Linked DNA regions of Hordeum vulgare: region 1 is linked to region 2. A link is a contact called in public Hi-C data. All regions are on one chromosome and are shown on one strand. The core of a region is the stretch at or near the end of the contact, and the rest is flanking DNA. Distances in the headings are between cores, read along the strand shown.

Evidence for each region. A called contact is a pair of places that touch in the nucleus more often than the background predicts.
Region 1: a contact with region 2 is called in a Hi-C map of leaf, with 7 times the contacts expected there. The contact joins the enhancer-like site here to the promoter of LOC123404134 in region 2. A contact is called at or near these places in 2 of 6 Hi-C or Micro-C datasets (leaf and seedling).

Annotation. Positions count from the first base shown.
Region 1 is chr6H:483,975,706-483,978,423 of MorexV3_pseudomolecules_assembly, reverse strand. No RefSeq gene overlaps it. Among protein-coding and RNA genes, the nearest start is that of LOC123401897, 35 kb to the left of the region's middle. Within about 2 kb of position 1,308, at least 1 of the 3 cell types and tissues checked has open chromatin away from gene starts, as enhancers often do. A contact at or near this core is called in leaf, where this site is marked.
Region 2 is chr6H:483,865,410-483,868,568 of MorexV3_pseudomolecules_assembly, reverse strand. LOC123404134 (enhancer of mRNA-decapping protein 4-like) reads left to right here and starts at 1,610. Exons shown (of 14, transcript XM_045098057.1): 1 at 1,610-2,464; 2 at 3,143-3,159. The coding sequence starts at 1,727.

The DNA.
Region 1 (2,718 bases), core at 59-2,558, 110 kb before region 2:
AGTGAAAATTTAAAAATGAAAATTGAAAACGAAAAAGGAAAGAAAAAGAAGAAACTTAAAAAAACAAAAAAAGGACAAGAAAGAGACAGAACAATATTTAAATTTTTGAATAAGCTTGAAAATAACAGGAATACCAGAGAAACAAGGAATACAAGAAACGCTAAAATAAAAAATAAAGAACAGTAAAAGACACAGAAGAAAACCCAGTTGATCATGTATAATTTTTAAATTACCAGACAGAGGAAAATGGGCTGGCCCAGTTTATCTCCCGCCTGTACGATTGGTCGACTAGTTGACGCAAAGCGTGTCAAATAGGGTTTTCCGCAATCGCTCACGTACAGGAGTCCGAAATCACTAATTAGCGAGTACAGCTTCCAACAATTACTCTCACCTCCACAGATTGCGACAAATGGCTCACTGCATGCATGCCACTTGCCGCAACCTGGGAGTTTTCCTTTTTTTCGTAGATTCGTATTTTTAAAAAGTTTTATCTCCTAAACCGTGAGTCCAAATCTCGAACCGTTTTCACCTTTGGCTTTCTTGTGTCGAGATCTATAAAACTAGATCCCATGTTGCTAGGTTTTGACGAACTTTTTTTATTAAAAAACGGAACAGAAAAACGGACGAAAAAACCGTGCCTCGCGCGATAGAAAATAAAAACTGAAAACGCGTTTTTCCCTTTCCGAAAGGCACGGGGCGTGCCTCTTGCGAAGGTAAAACCGTGCCTCTCGTGAAAAAAGAGAAAGCAGAAAAAACGTTTTTTTCTTTTCGGAAGAGGCACACGCGTGCCTTTCGCGAAAGGAAAACCGTGCCTCTCGCAAAAAATACAGAAAACACGCTTTTTTCTTTAAGGAGAGGCACGGGCGTGCTTCTCGCGAAGGCAAAATCGTGTCTCTTGCAAAAAAAGGCATGGGCGTGTCTCTCACGAAGGTAAAACCGTGCCTTTGACGAAAGCAAAACCGTGGCTCTCGTAAAAATAAAATAAAATACGAGTTCTTTGTCCTTTTCGAGAGGCACCGTCGTGCCTCTCGCGAAGGCAAAACCTTGCCTCTCGAGGAAGCAAAACCGTGTCTCTCAAAAAAACAGAAAACATGTTTTTGCGTTAAAACGCATTTTTTTTAAAACAAAAGTTGATAAAAAAAAATCCCATCCAAAAGTTACGAAATACCGATGAAAAACCGTAACACCAAAAAACGGAAAAAAACCACTGAAAAATGAAGAAAACGCTTAGAGCGCGACACGTGACAGCGGCTGGAAATGCGTAAGTGGCGGCACGCGGAAGCGACCGCTGGAAGGCTCCGGAAGGAGCGCTGTTGCTCTCAGTCTGCCTCGCTAGATTATTTATTACAGGGCGTGATGTGGGCAGGCCCGGATCGCTTTTCCTCTAGCTCGGCGCTACTCGTATGATTTCTGTTTTTTCTCTGATATTTTTCTTTTTTTCCAGTGCACCAAAAAAACAAGGGAAATCATTCCCTTTAACCGGCTGATTTTTTTGGATCTCATATGTCATCTCACTCGCCCAACACGTGTCTCACGTAATATGCCGCTCTCTAGACTATTTTTTTAACAACTTCTATAACATCATCAATGTTGTGTAGGTTTTTTTTATAACATTAACTATTTAAAGAAAGACGATGGAAAAAAGAAATTATGTGACAAAGGCTCTGCTGCAAAAAATATAAATCTGCAACATAATCTGAGTTGCAGTAAAAAAATATGAAGATGAAAAAGAAATCTGAAAACAAAGCCCGCGTTGCACAAAAAACTGTAACAAAACCTCAGTTGTAAAAAACTATGCAACAAGACCTTTTTCTGCAACAAAACTTATACTGTAATGATGAACAATATCGATGGGTCAGATCTGATAGCCCGTGAGCCAACCAATCTTTTAAAAAGATCATCCAGCGGAGGCATAGCAGTCCAAAAAAACAAAGTCCATTTTTCTAAAATGATTGTGAATTGAAAACTGTTGTTGGATTCTAAAAAGTTCATGAATTTGAAGAAATTCGACAAATTCAAAATAGTTCATGGATTTGGAAAAAATGTTCGTCAATTGTAAAACAGTGTTCTTGATTACGAAATATAGTGAATTGTTTTTTAGAATATACACTGATAAATTATTCAATATACAATGAATATTTTAGTAGGTCCCTTTATTGTTTTTTAGAAATATAGTGATTTTTTTTTAGAATATACACGGTAAATTGTTCATGGATAGAGCTCCATTTATTGTTTACTAGGTCCTTAATGATGCACGTTGTTGTGCTCGTTTATTTTTAGTAGTTTGATGTAACATTAAATGAATATTTAGAAGCATGAAACATGAAACATGTAAATCAAACGTAATGGTGCATCAGGTGTGTCATGGATACTGCCTTCACGACGATGGTGGTAGGGGTCACCGGATGTCTCTAGCGCTACTTTAAGATCAGAAGTTTGTGTTAGAGGTGTAAATCATGTGTTATTTTATCTTTCTAACAACCTCAAACCACCTTTGTATTTTTATGATGCTTAGGAAGCGAGACCAAAACCAAGTTCTTGGTTTGGTGCCTCCATAGTTTAAAAATCAAACCGGTGATTGAACCGACGAGGCCATCGGTTCAGGTTTTTTCCGGTTAGGCCATCGGTTCACCGATTATATGTCTGTTTTTTCGTATCATAAATAATAAATTTTGTGTACTAGTGGCATACAAATAGATGTAAAATACAACTATTTTC
Region 2 (3,159 bases), core at 361-2,860:
TTTCATATTTAAGAACGGAGGGAGTATTTTGCAACTTTTAACATTAAACTGAACATGAGATGCAAGTTCCATCAATAGTATATGCAATGAAGTGAACAAATTATGTGACTGCAATGACGTATTTTACAACTTTTGGCACTAAACTTTTCATGCCTGCCACTGATATTACCTCAATAGTATATGCAGTGTACTCCCTCGGTTCTTAAATATAAGTTTTTTTAAGAGATTTCACTACGAACTACATACGAATGTATATAGACATATATTAGAGTGTAGATTCATTTATTTTGCTTTGTATGTACTCCCTCCGTTTCTAAATATAAGTCTTTAAAGAGGTTTCATTAATGAACTACATACGAATGTACTCCCTCCATTCCTAAATATAAGTTTTTTTAGGAGAGCGATGCTGCATCATGTGGCAGTGCCACTTGCGCTCGAGATGCATCAATCTATATGCATGCATGCACCGCCCGGAGCATGTGCAGCCGTACCATTCGCCCTCGAGCGCTGCTGCACGCCTGCATGCGGCCTCCTGCGGCAGGCCGTGCCGTTGCCGGCGCCCAGCCCATGCCAATCGTGCGGCTCCATTTCGCCTGTGCAGGCGTAGCCTCGATCTGCACCGTCGGATCCGATCTTGAAATAACTATAAACTAGCACCGCATTGACCTCTCGAAGCAAAATCCACTCGTGACATGTTTATTTTCCCTCTCGCATGGAAAGCATAAAAGAATCGGACGGTAGTATGAAGTAGTACTTGGAGAAAGGAGAAGGGGTTTGCGTTTCGCACCTCGTAGAAACCTGATATTCCACTGCCGCAGAGTAAGGACCGGGTCGATTGTTTGATTTATTAGGCACCATATATACCCTAAACTAATGTATAACGGAGCGAGAAGGGTCATTTAGACTTCATGCATTGGCTCGGGGAGTTGCTAGCGACAAATGCTCTGCATGCTTTGGTTTACAAAAATGGATCAATTTCCGATATACCCTGTATATATAACGGAGAAAAGAAGTGCAAAATATTAAGGGTCTGTTTAAGACTACTCTATTTCATAAAATTCAATTCTGCTCCATCAAATACACTTTGAAGCCCTATATAGAAGTTGTAACTATTTTAAAAAGAGTGTTTGGCTTTTATTCAGCTCCAGCTTTAAAAATAAAAAATTTGATAGAGAGGATATATCCGATTGGATGAATGGGGAGAAAAAAAAACATCCACTTACTGGTTGCAGTGATGGGTAATTTCCTGTCGACTTCAACTTTCATATTTTTTTGAAGCACCTCCTAAAGAGGTTCATAAAAAACATGAAGTTGTATCTCAGATTATAGTTTTTTCAAAACGGCAAACAATAAAGCTATCACGTTTGGCTTATGTTTTTAAAAGCAGAGCTGAATTTTAAGGACGAAATGGTCCCAAACAGGCCCTAAGGCACATGCCCTATATATTTTTAGGGTTAAGCTGCCCTATATCTGGGGTAGAGAGCATTTTTATTTTTTTATATAGAAGTAAAGTCAAACAGAAGGAAAAACTGACGGCACTGCAACATTTGAGTTCTCAAAGATCCTCGTCAAAATAAAGCGAAACAGCGAGGGCGCAAAGGCGAGAGAAAACAATCGCCGCCTCCCACCTCGACCTGCACTTCTGGTCTTCCGCTCCGCCGCACCTCCGACCCATCCCCTCTCTCACCCCCACTTCCCCCCCAGATCTACTCCACTGCCGCCTCCAATGGCGTCTCCAGCCGGAAACCCTAACCCGAACCCCGGCAACCCCAATCCCCCCTTCGAGATGGCCATGCTCTTCAGGCCGCCTCCCAACCCCGCGCCGACGGCCGCGCCCATGTTCCCCGGCGCCGCCGGCCCGCCGCCGCCCTCCGGCCCTTACTCCTACCCCCCGGCCACCCCTCCCTTCCACCTCCGCCCCTACCTCCACTACCCGCAGGATCCCCAGCCCCCCATGCCCCGCCCGGTCATCCCCTTCCCCATGCCGAACCCGAACGCGAACCCCAACCCGAGCGCTAACCCCATGGCCGCCGCGGGCGCCAACCCGGGCGCCCGCCTCATGCAGCTGCTCGGCAGCTCCGGCTCGGGCCACCTCGAGTCCGCGGTATCTATGCCCCCGCCGTCGTCCGAGTTCGCCGCCGCGCAGCCGTCGCCGCTCCCGGCGATGCCATCCGCGCCGCCGGCGAGGATGCTCAGCAGCACCAGCAGCAAGGTGCCGAGAGGGCGGCTTCTGGGTGGCGGGGACAAGGCGGTGCACAACGTTGACTCGAGGCTGCCTGGGGAGGCGCAGCCTCCACAGCTGGAGGTGACGCCGATCACCAAGTACACGTCAGACCCAGGTCTTGTGCTGGGCAGGCAGATCGCTGTGAACCGGACGTACATCGTGTATGGGCTCAAGCTGGGGAACATCCGTGTGCTAAACATCAACACCGCGCTTCGCTCACTGCTCCGTGGCCATACACAGGTATATATTTTAGTCCAGCGAGATTAGTTATCGGTTAGTTCTGTGTAGAAATGCTCATTGAGAAATTGAATCGCTGGGTAGTGGGTGTTAATGATGCATGACGCCTTCAGCAGTGGGGAGGGATCTGAAAATTTCGACGTGTAAATACTGCATTGCCCATACGATAGAATAACATACCTTATACATTTTCCAGTGCAGTCATTTTTCAGATATTTTGTTATCAACTCATTCAGTTGCATGCTATTTTTAAAACAACATCCGATACATTGTTATTCGTATTTGATGCCATGGCGGGGTTGGTGAATTAACTATGTAATACTGTAATAGATATGTTAATTCTGGTATTATGCTTCTTAGATCGTTAAGAAAGCTGAATGGGCTTATTTCAGTGAATTTGAACATTCTACTCATGAAATAACCACTACCCACTAGGCTGTTACTGTGTGGTTGTTTGCTTGTGTGCTCATATTCAGCTATTTTAATTTACAAAATAGTCTATGTAAAACTGTCCTGCAATTTAAATGCTCAAGGAAGTGACTGAGGATTTCTGATGTCAATATTTGTTAATATCTTTAGATGATAACTGGTTATTCACTCCTTACTTTCATGTGGGTATGAATTTTACCAAGTATATGAAAGTGCATCTGTTTCTTATGACTTGTGTTCTTTCTTCTTTAGAGGGTCACGGATATGGC